2 separate regions of the Pan troglodytes genome follow, and region 2 is linked to region 1. Evidence: chromatin contacts called from public capture Hi-C data. All regions are on one chromosome and are shown on one strand. The core of a region is the stretch at or near the end of the contact, and the rest is flanking DNA. Distances in the headings are between cores, read along the strand shown.

Evidence for each region. Capture Hi-C pulls out chosen DNA fragments and counts their contacts.
Region 2: a capture Hi-C map of stem cell-derived neural stem cells shows a contact between it and region 1, with 8 times the contacts expected there. The contact joins two enhancer-like sites. A contact is called at or near these places in 6 of 7 Hi-C or Micro-C datasets (blood, induced pluripotent stem cells, a lymphoblastoid cell line and 1 more) and 1 of 1 other capture datasets (stem cell-derived neural stem cells).

Annotation. Positions count from the first base shown.
Region 1 is chr9:127,854,194-127,860,339 of NHGRI_mPanTro3-v2.0_pri, forward strand. It overlaps DDX25 (DEAD-box helicase 25), which reads left to right. Exons shown (of 12, transcript NM_001246450.1): 11 at 1-144; 12 at 1,585-1,875. The coding sequence ends at 1,646. Among named protein-coding and RNA genes, the nearest start is that of DDX25, 20 kb to the left of the region's middle. Within about 2 kb of position 3,583, at least 1 of the 24 cell types and tissues checked has an H3K27ac peak or open chromatin away from gene starts, as enhancers often do. A contact at or near this core is called in stem cell-derived neural stem cells, where this site is marked.
Region 2 is chr9:128,119,692-128,126,422 of NHGRI_mPanTro3-v2.0_pri, forward strand. All of the region lies in intron 7 of RPUSD4 (RNA pseudouridine synthase D4), which reads right to left. Among named protein-coding and RNA genes, the nearest start is that of RPUSD4, 20 kb to the right of the region's middle. Within about 2 kb of position 4,555, at least 1 of the 24 cell types and tissues checked has an H3K27ac peak or open chromatin away from gene starts, as enhancers often do. A contact at or near this core is called in stem cell-derived neural stem cells, where this site is marked.

The sequences.
Region 1 (6,146 bases), core at 2,333-4,832:
CTGTAAAACAAGGAGAGGAGCCGGACTATGAGACCTACCTCCACCGCATAGGGCGGACGGGGCGCTTTGGGAAAAAAGGCCTTGCCTTCAACATGATTGAAGTGGATGAGCTGCCCTCGCTCATGAAAATCCAGGACCACTTTAGTAAGTAGCACCACCCTCACAATATGAACTACAGACCTGCCGGTCTGACAGTGATGATGTGTGCTGGAGAGCTGGAGTCCAGGGGCTCATGAGAGTAGTAGAAGCAGAATGCATGAGCTGGAAGGCTTCTAATTCACAGGACCAGGGTTCTAATATGAGACAGATGATTAAATAATGCTTATATGGTAATTAAAAATTATTTTGATCAAGCAGAATTAATATGAGCTCAGGCCAGGTGTGGTGGCTCACACCTGTAATCCCAGCACTTTGGGAGGCCGAGGTGGTCAGATCATGAGGTCAGGAAATCCAGACCATCCTGGCCAACATGGTAAAACCCCATCTCTACTAACAATACAAAAATTAGCTGGGCGTGGTGGCACATGCCTGTAGTCTCAGCTGCTGGAGAGGCTGAGGCAGGAGAATCGCTTGAACCCAGGAGGCGGAGGTTGCAGTGAGCTGAGGTCGCACAACTGCACTCCAGCCTGGCGAAAGAGCGAGACTGCGTCTCAAAAAAATAAAATTTGAGCTCAGATTTACATGTTATAACTCATTCTGGAGTCAGAATTTCACATCTTGTGAAGGCAGAGCAGATTACAGAAGCAGATTTTCGTATCTTATAAAGAAATTCCCTAAGCAAAGTAGTAACATCCTTTAAGATTCTCTTCAGTTCTCCTCTTTTACTTACGCTTTTTCCCTCCTCTTGCCCACCCTCCCAAACAGGAAAGTCCTAAATTCTGAAGTCCGCGACCTTTCCTCCAGCCCCCCATCTAAACAAGGCAGGCTCTGATGATGGCCTGCTGGAACTCTGGACTGGCAGATTTCTCTGATGGAAACTCAAAAGGTCCCATGGTTCAAATTGTCCTGTGCCCCAAAGCCCATGGATGTGGCTGGGGAGCAGGGGAGAAGGAACACCTTCCAGGACAGTGGTACTTAACCTTGTAGAAAGCAATAAGCGCTGTCCCCAGGGAAGTGCACACAGGCACACACATGCCATTTGGAATATAATTTTCACAGGTTGGCAGACTGAGTGTAGCACATCCACCGACCTTTCAGGGAAGTAGGTTAAGTGCCCCTGTGTTAGGCTAACTGGGGAGGACAGGGTGAGGAAGATGCGTTAAGGCCACTGTCGCTATGGTGAGCTCCTAAGGCCCTGGTCTCAGGAAGTGACTGCAGTAGAAGAGCCTCAGTCCCTCCCAGGATCTCCTCACTTCCACTCTGGCCTTCTCTGCCCCAGCATATCTAGATACATACATTCCATGGTCTGGTGCATTTGATGCTGTTTGAGTTAGTATTGGTCAGTGATTTTGGCACCCTTCCTTCCTTATGTTCCTATACCAAGGCTTTTTATACGAGGTATCACTGTCTTCAGAAATATGGATGGAATGAAGTTCCATTTAGACCCTGACATAAGACTAGTTCTGTTCTCTTTTGTTCTTTTAGACAGCAGTATTAAGCAACTCAACGCTGAAGACATGGATGAAATTGAAAAGATTGACTATTGAAGAAAGAACTTTATTGTTTGTGCAGTATCCTAGTTTATGTGAGAATGTCTCAGTGGGTTTTGAAGGTAATTTTTTTATGTTGAGGCTTTTTCGACGTGAAACTGTCACAGATGGCAAAATAAATGTCACGGTACTTAGTTTTAAGACATGATGTCTTTTTGAAACCAAATTGATGTGAAGCTTGTGATCCTTTTGAATAAAAAAAAGGCAAGATTATTTCTTATTCTAATCTTTGTACAGGTAATGTCTCAATGTGGGCTATGGGGGTGTTTTTGGATTTGGTTGATGCAATCTGAGCAGATCGTGCCTCTTGGGAGCATCTTACTGTGTCACAAGAGGGCGGTAGAGCTTCGCTGATGTTGGAAGCGGAGCGAGTAGGAAAAAGCCCATGTCCTCAGACCTCACTCACAGGTGCCCTTTCCAGCCATTTATGCCTTTCCCCGCTCCCCGCCTTAAACTCCCCCATGCATGCACATGCATGTTCTTAAGTGAAAGTGCAGATGAAAACTTTTAAAAAGTGAAAGCATTTGAAAGAAAGAGTATTTTACTTCTTTAATGTTTCAAGGGACATACAGAATTTCAGAGTATTTTTCTATTTTGCTTCTCTTCAAATTAGAGAAGATTTACTCCCTCATCAGTTATTTCATAGTCTCTAAAAGTGTGGCTGTATTATGGGCATTTCTTAAAAGCAGTCAGGGGAGGGTAAAAAAAACCCACATACCCTATTAAAGAAGTAACATTTTAGAGAGCAAAAGTTTTTTGCTTTTAAGAATTTAAAGGTATGTCTGAGAATCCTGGACATTTTCCCACAAGGCCCATTGAGATACTTTTTAATTTTTCATATTTCCTACTCAAAAGTAAAGTGTAGTGAGCTTGAGAAGATGGGGTAAATGGAGAGTCCCCCAGAAAGCCGGAGCGGATCTTGTAACCAGAGCGCCGGTACCAGCTCTGTCACGGCACCAAACTGCACCAGTGGCTGCAGTGAGTGGCCCTGTCATCGGTGGGATGGTGGTTCCTGGCATATCTATTTTGATATTCCTCTTCCATGTCACCCTGCCAATGTTTTCTCCTGGAGAGCAGGGCTCAGAAATACATAAAAATCATCATGTGGCTGGGCACAGTGGCTCACACCTGTAATCCTAGCACTTTGGGAGGCCAAGGAGGGCGGATCACGAGGTCAGGAGTTAAGACCAGCCTTACCAACATGGTGAAACCCCTTCTCTACTAAAAATATAAAAATTAGCTGGGCATGGTGGTACGCGTGCCTGTAATCCCAGCTACTCAGGAGGCTGACGCAGAAGAATCACTTGAACCCAGGAGGCCGAGATTGCAGTGAGCCGAGATCGTGCCACTGCACTCCAGCCTGGGCGACAGCGTGAGACTCTATCTCAAAAAAAACACGCTCCCTCATTTAGCAACAGATATTTATTGTATACCCTTTATGCTAAACACCAGGGAAAAGGAGGTGAGTGAGATACAACAGCCATGTTGGAATTCAGAGCCTAATGGCAGAGACCTAGAATAAGCCAGCATGATAACAGACTGTGCTAAAGCAAGCGGGCCCAGATCACTAGTGTAGCACAGAGGAGGGACCCTAACACCATCTAGGCTGGCTCCCAGAGGAAAGGACACTCAGGATCTCCTACAGGAAAGCAGGATGTATTCAACTGTGCCTTCTCAGCATGGACTTTGTACCACCCAGCAACTTTCTAACCTGAGTCTATGAGAGGAAGTGTTCCAGACCCAGCTTATCATAATTACCTGGAGAGCCCGGGGAAAAAAATACAGATTTCCTTCGCCATGCAGATGAAAGCAGACTCTCCGAGGGCAGAGCCCAGAAATACCCACTTCCATAAGGGAGCCGCAAGTGCAGGTAGAGCAGTGGTAACAAAGACGGCCGTTCCAGCGGGAGACCCTCAGGCAGAGAGGCCCTCAGGGACAGAACTTGTAACACATGGAACTCCTGCTGCTCGGTGTCCATCCTGGTTCTCCTTATCCTACATCTGCCCTCCTCTCTGGACTGGAAGCTGGTGATCATTCTTGTCCACTCAATACCCCTAACACAGTGCCCAGTGCATTCTAAGTGCCCAAGGAACCTTTGTCTTTGTTGAGTAAATATTTTTTTCTTTTGCCACTTCCTCATTCACCAATAATTTTTTTTTTAGGTTTTCCATCCTAGTTTTGAACCCCAATTATATGGCACAGGATGAATGAGCCTGAGAAGTGTATCCAGATACTTTGTTCTCTTACTATTCGAGAATCGAGTTGGACCTTCCACCGTGCTCAGCTCAGCCTTGGGGTGTCCTAAATAAAACTTTACCACTTTCCTTTACAGTTCAAATCTCTGGTAAGATCTCCGCCAGTTACCCTCACAAATGTCCTCAGTAATTTTTGTTTGGCAGCTGTTCCCACGGGTCTGCATGAACCAGGTATTTTTCTGCGTTCCCTTTTGCCCCCTCCTCACGTCCCTTTGTCTCACCACCTAGGAGGCAGCAAAGCCATCCTGTGTCACAGCTGCATTAACACGAACTGGCTAGTTCGGTGAGTCAACAATCCAAAGGCTGTTTTTTGCAGGGTGCAGCTCCTGTCAGAGCTGTAAGCAATTTTCCCGTCTTCCTGCATGGCCTGGCCAAGGTCATCTCTCTCAGTGCCTGCCTGAGGACACAGTAGATAGAGAGGCAAGGAAACACCAGGTGATTTCAGTGCAACTGTGAGCTGGGTTCATCAGCTGTATGTTTCTTGGCACCAAATACTAAACCAAATCCATTAAGTTTATCTTGGCCAGCTTAAGACTGTTAGCATATTGAAATTCATGATTACGTAGAGCAGGACTGTGATTTCCAGTGGGTGAGTGAACACCTCGCATGGAACACGGCTGCTATGATGTTAGTTGCTGGATCTAAGGCAACCATTAATAATAGGAAAGGCAAATAAGTTGGTCATAGTCTGGTAGGATGTGTGAGAGCTGCTTTTCAAGAGACATTATTGCTTTTGGTCATGAGAAAGTGTTGATCCTCCTCAGCAAAGCTCGGTCACCATGAAAGCTGCTGGCGGTCTCTGCACATGTGACCAACAGTGGAAAATCTTAGGGGAGTGATGGGGGTGCTGGGTGGTGAGAGTACCTTTCCAGACAGCAGAGAGAGAGAGGCTGGTTGTGTCAAGCCTTGGCTTGGTTCCTGGTCCTCTGAGAGGCTCAGTCTCCTTCCTTTTGATTCAAGTCAGGACCTAGATTAGAAAGAGAACCCCTGCAGAGACAGTCCAGCTGTTGGGATGGGCCTGCACTTTGCTCTCTGAACCGGGGGGCATTACTATGTTCTCACCCACATTGTACAGACAGCCCATCATGCTCAGCCTTGCAGGAGGGTCTTCAGGAGCCCAGCCATCTGGCATATACTGCTTTTCCCAAGGGAGTAACAGAAAGGTCAGATCCTCTTCAATCCTAACCCTCTCACTTCAACTCTCCACTACTTCTGGGGAACAATGATGTATATCCAAGACCCTCATATCATATTAACCCACAGACTATGAAATCATCACAGTCTTGTTCTATGCTACAGGGAATACCAACTTTTTGCCCTAGAAAGAATCCAAGAGGCACTCAACCCCAACATTTTCTATACTTTTGCTAATCCGTGGCTGAGAGAATTTGACATTTTCCCTTCTCTTTTTTTTTTTTTTTTTTTTTGAGATGGAGTCTCACTGTGTTGCCCAGGCTGGAGTGCAGTGGCGTGATCTCGGCTCACTGCAAACTCTGCCTCCCCGGTTCAAGCAATTCTCCTGTCTCAGCCTCCCGAGTAGCTGGGGCTACAGGCACATGCCACCACGCCTGGCTTATTTTTGTATGTTATTTTAGTAGAGATGGGGTTTCACCGTATTGGTCAGGCTGGTCTCGAACTCGTGACCTCAGGTGATCCACACGCCTTGGCTTCCCAAAGTGCTGGGATTACAGGCATCAGCCACGGCGCCCAGCCTCCCCTTCTCATTTCTGTCTGCTGACTCCTCTTCCCGTTCTGCTGCTCACATCCGCAGGTTGATGTTTTCACCCTCGGGGTTCTGCCTTATCCCCTGCCACCCTCCTGTGCTGCCTGGGTCCCTCAGAAGGATGGGTCTGGACTTCCCACACCCTCCTTCGCTGCCCCTCACTGTGTTGCCTGGTGTCTGCCTGAAGAGATGCAGTTTGAGCCATTGGCTGGTTTCTCTTACTGCTTTGCAAACTATCAGTTTTAAATGTGGGTGGGGCTGAAGCACCATTCTCCATTTTTAATGTGGATTTTCCATCCCCCTTTAAACATTAAACTTTTAGATTCTTCTAGTGAAATACAGAAAACACACCTGAACTGGGATGATTCTTGGCTGAGAGATGTCCCACTGTGTTTGGCAAACCCACGGAGGGGCCCACGGGCCCATGTCTGGAACTGCCTGGCCCTCCTTTACCAGTTTATCAGCCTTCCATCTCTGCTGAGGTTAGAAACAGCCAGAGGCTCTGATACAATAAAGATG
Region 2 (6,731 bases), core at 3,305-5,804, 270 kb after region 1:
GTCCCCATGAAGGCCCCCTCCCCACCCAGGCTGCATCGGCATTTTGCTAGTGATCTCTGGATGCCTGGGTGCCTCTCCTGCAATCTCTCTGAAACATGTCAGGTGCTCCAGGACAGGGCTACAGCTGCATCGCGACACCCACTACGGCCAACACATAGCCCGGGCCCCTAGGTGATGGTTGGACAAATGAGATGTGGTCAGGATTATAAGCCACACCTCGCCTGACTGGTTCTCCACTTCCTTTTTGTCTTTCCACCTAGATGGCAGGTGCACTGTGGGCAGAAACTGTATCTTCTGCTTCCTTGCCCTCTCCCTAGTTTCAGACAATGTTGTGCATGACAGACACTTGCTGACAGGAAGAGGGGTCAGAGTCTTGCGTGTCCCAAGGGATCCACCTGAATTCTTCAAGGACCCTGCGTTCCGGGCACCAGGGACAAAGCCAGGTCCATGTGTGGTTTCTCTCTTTTCTAGGGGCTGCAAGTTGGAGAGATGCCCTCCCCTCCCCATAGAATCCCAAACCCTGGTCTGGGGCTCATTCAGGTGGATTTCGGGACAGGCCAGAGGGAAGGGACAGCAACGGAGAGCTGGGGATGGGGGCGCTTTTCCTCGGAAAATAATGAGGCAATTAGAGGAGGCCGAGAGCAGTTCCAGATGTGGCGGCTGACTGCTGAGATAGTGACGTGTACTTCTAACATGTCAGCACGCTGGGGACTGAGGCTGTCTGCAGCTGCTGCAGCTGTCACCTGGCCCCACTGTGCTGCTGCGGTTACCTGGCCTAATGGTTTTGGAATGAGCTGGGCTGGGGCCCACGGCCTAGAACCCTGGTCCCCAAAACTTCTTGCCAGAAAGAAACTCAACCTCAGTAAAAGCCCCATCTGCTGAGGGCCGTCAAGACATTCACCGTCACCTGCCTCGCCTTGAAGTTCAATCCCCTCCAGGACAAGCTTTCAGGGGAAGCTCGGAGCCTGGCCCCGAGCAAGCGCTGGGGACAGAACACAGTGTGGTTGGATGTGGCCCTAGGCCCAGAGTTGCCTAAAGTCCAGGCACGGGAGACAGGACAGGGACAAAGCCCCTCCGACAGGAAGCAGCCAGTGGCTGGCACTGATCAGGTGCACACAAAGGTGTCTGTGTTCCTGTCTGGCCCCTCCCCAGCAGGCCCTGGACCCTGCCCTCTCCATCCCATCTTTCCCAGGCGTCCTGAGCTGCCTGGCCTTTTCAGCGATTACTGGCACAGGATACCAGCACTGACAGCTCTTGTCACAGTCCCCCAGGCCTCATTCATGCTGGAGAGGTGAGGACAGCTTAATTCCCAAACTCAGACACAGGATTGCCTGCCAGATAGGGCATGGGGCTGCCACTGACCCCCACCCCTCCCTCCCTAGGAGGTGGGCACCTGGGAACAAAGCCTCTGGTGTCCCCTCTGCTCTCCTCCCTCCTCTGACCTCCCCTTCCCCTCTTTCTGCACCAAACAGCAGGTGCTGATGGCAGCTAAATTGTCCAGGGATGAGTGATGCTGGGTGCTTAGGAGGATGAGAAGGAAAGAGCTTTGGACATGACAACCTCAACCCTTCCCCACTCCAGCCCCCATTTGGGGACAGAGAAAGGAATTGATGTCAGATGTAGGGGCTTCCCTTAGCCCCAGTATTCTGAGCTTCTGGCCCCCACACCAGGAACCAAGGAGCACTGGCTTCATGCCAACACCTTCAAACCACCCCACACTCCGTGTGGAACCCAAGGCCCTTCAGGAGCTGTCGGACAGCCCCAGGGAGCTGCTGGCCATGCTGTGTTCTCCTGGCATCTTCCCACTCCCAGGCCAGCCACCTTGGCTGGGGGTATCTGCCATGACCTTCACTCCCTGAGCCCTTGGTCTTCACATCTATGGTGGACAATCCCAGATGGGGGTTCCCCAAGTCCCGCCCAGTTTGGGAAACAACTGTGCCCCCTCCCATTTCCGAGGCCATCTCCTAAGCTAGCCTGGGAGCTCCTCACATGTGCTCCTGAGGTTCTAACAACCACTTGGGCACGGCCTGCCCTCTCCGGAGTCAAAGCCACTAATTCAGCTTGGAATGCCCTTCTCCATATGCAGTGTGGAGGAACTGACCCCCTTTTTCTGCTTTTCCTTTCCTAGTTCTCCCCCAAACTACAGTCAGAATAGCAGAGTTAGGGCTGTTCTTCATTCCCATTAGGACTCTAGAAAAACAGACTAATGGCCCCAAAAAGCGTAACCGCATGACCCTCCTCCTCTAGAGAAAGTGCTAGAAATCTAATCGGGCAGCAACATAGCACCGTGGGTAAGGCCATGCGTCCAGGCCTGTTTCCTGGCTTTCTAGGTGCGTGCCCTCAGGCAGTCTGCCCAAGCTGATTTCCTCATCTCTGAAATATCTCCTTTGTGGAAGCACTGCGGGATTCAATGAGCTTACACAGCACAGCCCCAGCACCGTGCCTGGCTCGCGGCCAGTGTCCGATAGAAGCCAGCCTCTGCTGCTGTGACCACCTTCCCCAGCAGTGGCTGGTGTGTGCTATGGGCTGACTGTCTCTCCCAAATTCCTGTGTTGAAGCCTCAACCCCAGTACCTCAGAATGTGACGACCCTTGGAGATAAGCCTTTAAGGGGGTGAGTCCATTGAAATGGAGCCTCGAGGACGTGCCCTCACCCACTCTGACCAGTGTCCCTGTAAGAAGAGGCAATCAGACCACAGGCCACACCGAGGAGAAGCTGTGTGAGCGCACACAGAGAAGGCAGCCATCAGCAACAGAGAGGCCTCCAGAGAAACCAAGCCTGCCAACACCTGGATCTTGGACTTCCAGCCTCCAGAACCATGAGCAAATGAATTTCTGTTGTCTAAGCCACCCAGGCTGTGATATTTCGTTATGGCAGCCCCAGCAAACTGTGATATTTTGTTATGGCAAGCTGCAGTGTGACCAGTCACTGCCTGGGATGCCAGGCCCCAGAAAGGACGGGAAGGGCCCGGGCAGGATAGTAAAAGGCCCGATGTCCAGGTCCCTTCTGGGAGGCTTCACTTCCAAGTACAGTCTGGATTTCTAAACTGGATCCAAACATTGAGTTTCTACACTGCCCTTCTCTGAGATGCTGAATTTGTGGGTTCTAGTAAGGGATTAGGGGTGTTGTGTCTTCTCCCGAATAAGTAATCTCGGCATAACCAGACTTAGGGTCTTGAAACTAGAAAGGATCTCAGAGATTGTCTTATCTAGAGACTGAGATCATCAACTTTGTCTCAACTGCCCATTTTACAGGTGAGGAAACTGAGGTCTGGAAAGATGGTGACACAGCTAGCTAGCGGCAGAATTTAAAAAGAACCCAGTTGCCTTGTCTTTCCATTAGGAGACCTGCCTTCCTGCTCCAAGTGTACACTCGCTCATCCCTGGCTGGGATCTGGGAAGGCTGGAGAGAGGAGAATCGGGACTTCTCTTTTGGTCTCTCAGCACCTGGTTCACTGGAGAAACACAGGTTAAGAGTGGGGCTCCCAAGTTAGACGGATGGGTCAAAACCTAGTTCTGCTGTGTACAGATGTGGCCTCGGGAAATCAATGGACCACTCTGGGCTTCATGTTCATCATCTGTAAAATGGAAATAAAAACAAGGAAGAATAGTATATCCCTCACAAGGCTATTATGGGGAGCTTTTAAACATAACAGGCTCCACATAGGCCACAAAGGTCGAATGCAGAAATTACCACAAGTGTTGGCTTTCGGGGGTCCGTGTGGGAGTAGGGAAAGGAAGAGTGAGTCTCAGCTGTGATCACAGGCCCTCTAAGCCTCTTGCTTGCTTTCTCTCTTGGAATTTTCTTTCCTAGGCTGGAGAAGTAGGGTGACAAGGGAAATCTGGCTTATAACTCCAGAAAATAAACCCAAGGATACTTCTGGAAAATTCTGTAACTTTAGGCAGGAAAAAGGCCAGACTCCCCGGCAGGGCCAGGACGGGCTGGCAGCCTTTCAGACACGGCTTGACCGAGGCCCTGGTGTGAGACAGAGGCTCGGAGGACCGCACAGAGCCCAGGGCACAGTGGCTCGCTCCCTCTCTGTCCTCCTGCCACCTTCCAGCTCCCGCCCTCTCTTTTCCTCTGTCTTCTTTCCCATGAAGGTGGCACCTTCAGTGGCCAGTGAGTCCCTGGCAGCTGTGAGTGAGTGAGCCCAGGCTTGGCAGCTGTCTGTTAGCAACGGAGTTGGAGCATCCCAGCATGGGGGTGATGCCCACAGCCTGAGTCCCCTTCCAGCATGGGGAGCCCCTGATTCCAAGGGGGAGATTCTCGCTTGACCCTCAGAGCGGTGTTGTATGCATGAAGTGATGACCACATGCCCCTTAAAGCCAACTACAGAGAAAGTGGGTGGATGGGTCTGGCCACCACAAGCTCCTCGGAACACAGGCTGGAGGTCTGGGATGAGGGGCCCAAGGCTGTCCACCTGGGCGGCAGGGAGGCCCGAGAGGACAAGAACCAGCCCCAGAGAACGGAGAGATGAAAGAGGTGATGAGGACAAGCTGGCGTCTTCCTGGAAACCTGGATGGGAGAGGAGGCAGTGCCAGCCGCTCTCCCCGTGGGCCTCCCCCCTGCTTGCTCTCTGACCTCGCTGAGCACATCAAAGCGGGAGCCCCTTCCCCCAGGCTGGCTCCCTGAATGGCCCAGGTCATCACTGGCTCCTTGAAGCTGCTGATGGACAGACGGTAATCGCTCCCAGCCTGCTGAAAGAGGACGCGGCTCCAGGTCGGAGCTGGGCCTCGGTGGGCTCCCTGCATGGGAGGCTGTCTTGGCTGCCCACTTCTCGGTCCCCCTCACGGCTCCCTGGGACAGTCTGGTTAGCTTGCCTTGGGGAAAGAGGGTGCTTGGGTAGCTCTGATGCTGGGGTTCAGAGGCCCACAGGCGCAGCAGGTGAGATGTGCAGAGACCTAAGGGGTCTGAGGACCCCTCAGTCCATGTCAGACAGGCCGTGGGAGCGGCAGAGGATCCTGCAGGAATGGCAGGAGTGAGGCCTGCCCTGGGGAAGTTCGTCACCCAAGAACAGCAGAGGATGAAGGGAACAGCCGGGGCTGGCACTCACACACTTACGTGTCGAAGACACATCATTGTAGCAGAGGCATCCAAGCTGTCACTCTCTTACTTTCTCTCCACTATTTAGTAAATAATGCAGGGAAATAATCCATTTACCTGATTGTGCTTAGTGAAAATTGTACATAACTATCAATTAGTGCATCTGATCAGCAGAGATAGCAACTTTTTACTACCTTAAACCAAAATTAAATCAGCAAAGAGCTAAGAATGCTTGACGTTTAGCTACACTGAGCTCACGTAGTGGGTAAATGCCTGTTCCTATTAGGCTTTTGGGTAGTTGAGGACAGCTTGACTATATTTTCTACATTTTTATAATGAACATGTAACACTCTTCTCACTGAGTGTGTAGGAATCAAATTCTATTTCAACTTCACTCAAAGAGCCCAAAACATGACCTCCTACTACTCCATCCTACACGAGAGAACAGAAAACCCAGCGTCAGGCTAGCTAAAAAAGTAGGGGGCCGAGATTTACAACGCTGGAGTAGCCACGGTGAGGGTTATCAGGGGGTTAGAAAAAGATGGTAAGGCTCTTGTGCGGGATACTTCATACTCGATTAAATCATGTTCCCATTTTTTGTAGTAGCTTAGCCTGGAGAGGGATAAAAGCTGGAGTACTGCTGCCATCTGGTGGCAACATCAGAAAATGCATTTTACTGCGTTCATATTAATACAGTAATAAAACTACATTTTACCCTATGAAATTGTCTATATTTGACCCAGTGTAACCATCAAAAATCACAACTTACAAAAATATTACACTTGGGAAAGAACAGACTTCAACAAATGGTGCTAGGACGGCTGGCTACCCAGTCAAAATTGGACACCATCCTTATACCACACACAGAAATGATTTAGGATTATAGACCTAAATCTAGAAAACTCTTAGACAAAAATACAGAAGGAAATCTCCAAGACTTTCTATTAGGTGATGGTTTCTTAGATATGACACCAAAAGCACAAGCAACAAAAGGAAAAATTGGACGACATCAAAATCGACAACTTTCCTATTACAAATAATATAATCAAGAAAGTGAAAAGACAACACAAAGGGAAAAAATATTTGCAGACAATACCTCTAATAAGACAGTGGTATCCAGGCTGGGCGCAGTGGCTCATGCCTGTAATCTCAGCACTTTGGGAGGCCAAAGCAGGGGGATCACTTGAAGTCAGGAGTTTGAGACCAGCCTGCATGGCGAAACCCCATCTCTACTAAAAATACAAAAATTGGCTGAACATGGTGGTGCATGCCTGTAAACCCAGCTACTGGGGAGGCTGAGGCAGGAGGATCACTTGAACCCAGGAGGCGGTGGTTGCAGTGAGCCGAGATCACGCCACTGCACTCTAGCCCAGGCAACAAGAGCGAAACTCTGTCTCAAACAAACAAAAAAGTGGAATCCAGGATATATAAAGAACTCCTACAAATTAATAATAAAAGCAAATAACTGAATTTAAAAATGGGCAAAAGATTTGCATAGATATTTCTTTAGGATGTATAGTCACCAAACACATGAAAAGATGCTCAGTATCATTAGCCACTAGTGAAATGCAAATCAAAACCACAGTGAGAAACCACTTCACATCCACTAGGATGGCTGTAATCAGAAAGATACGTAATAACAAGTGCTGGTGAGAAACTGGACCCCTCATACATTGTTGCTGGGAATG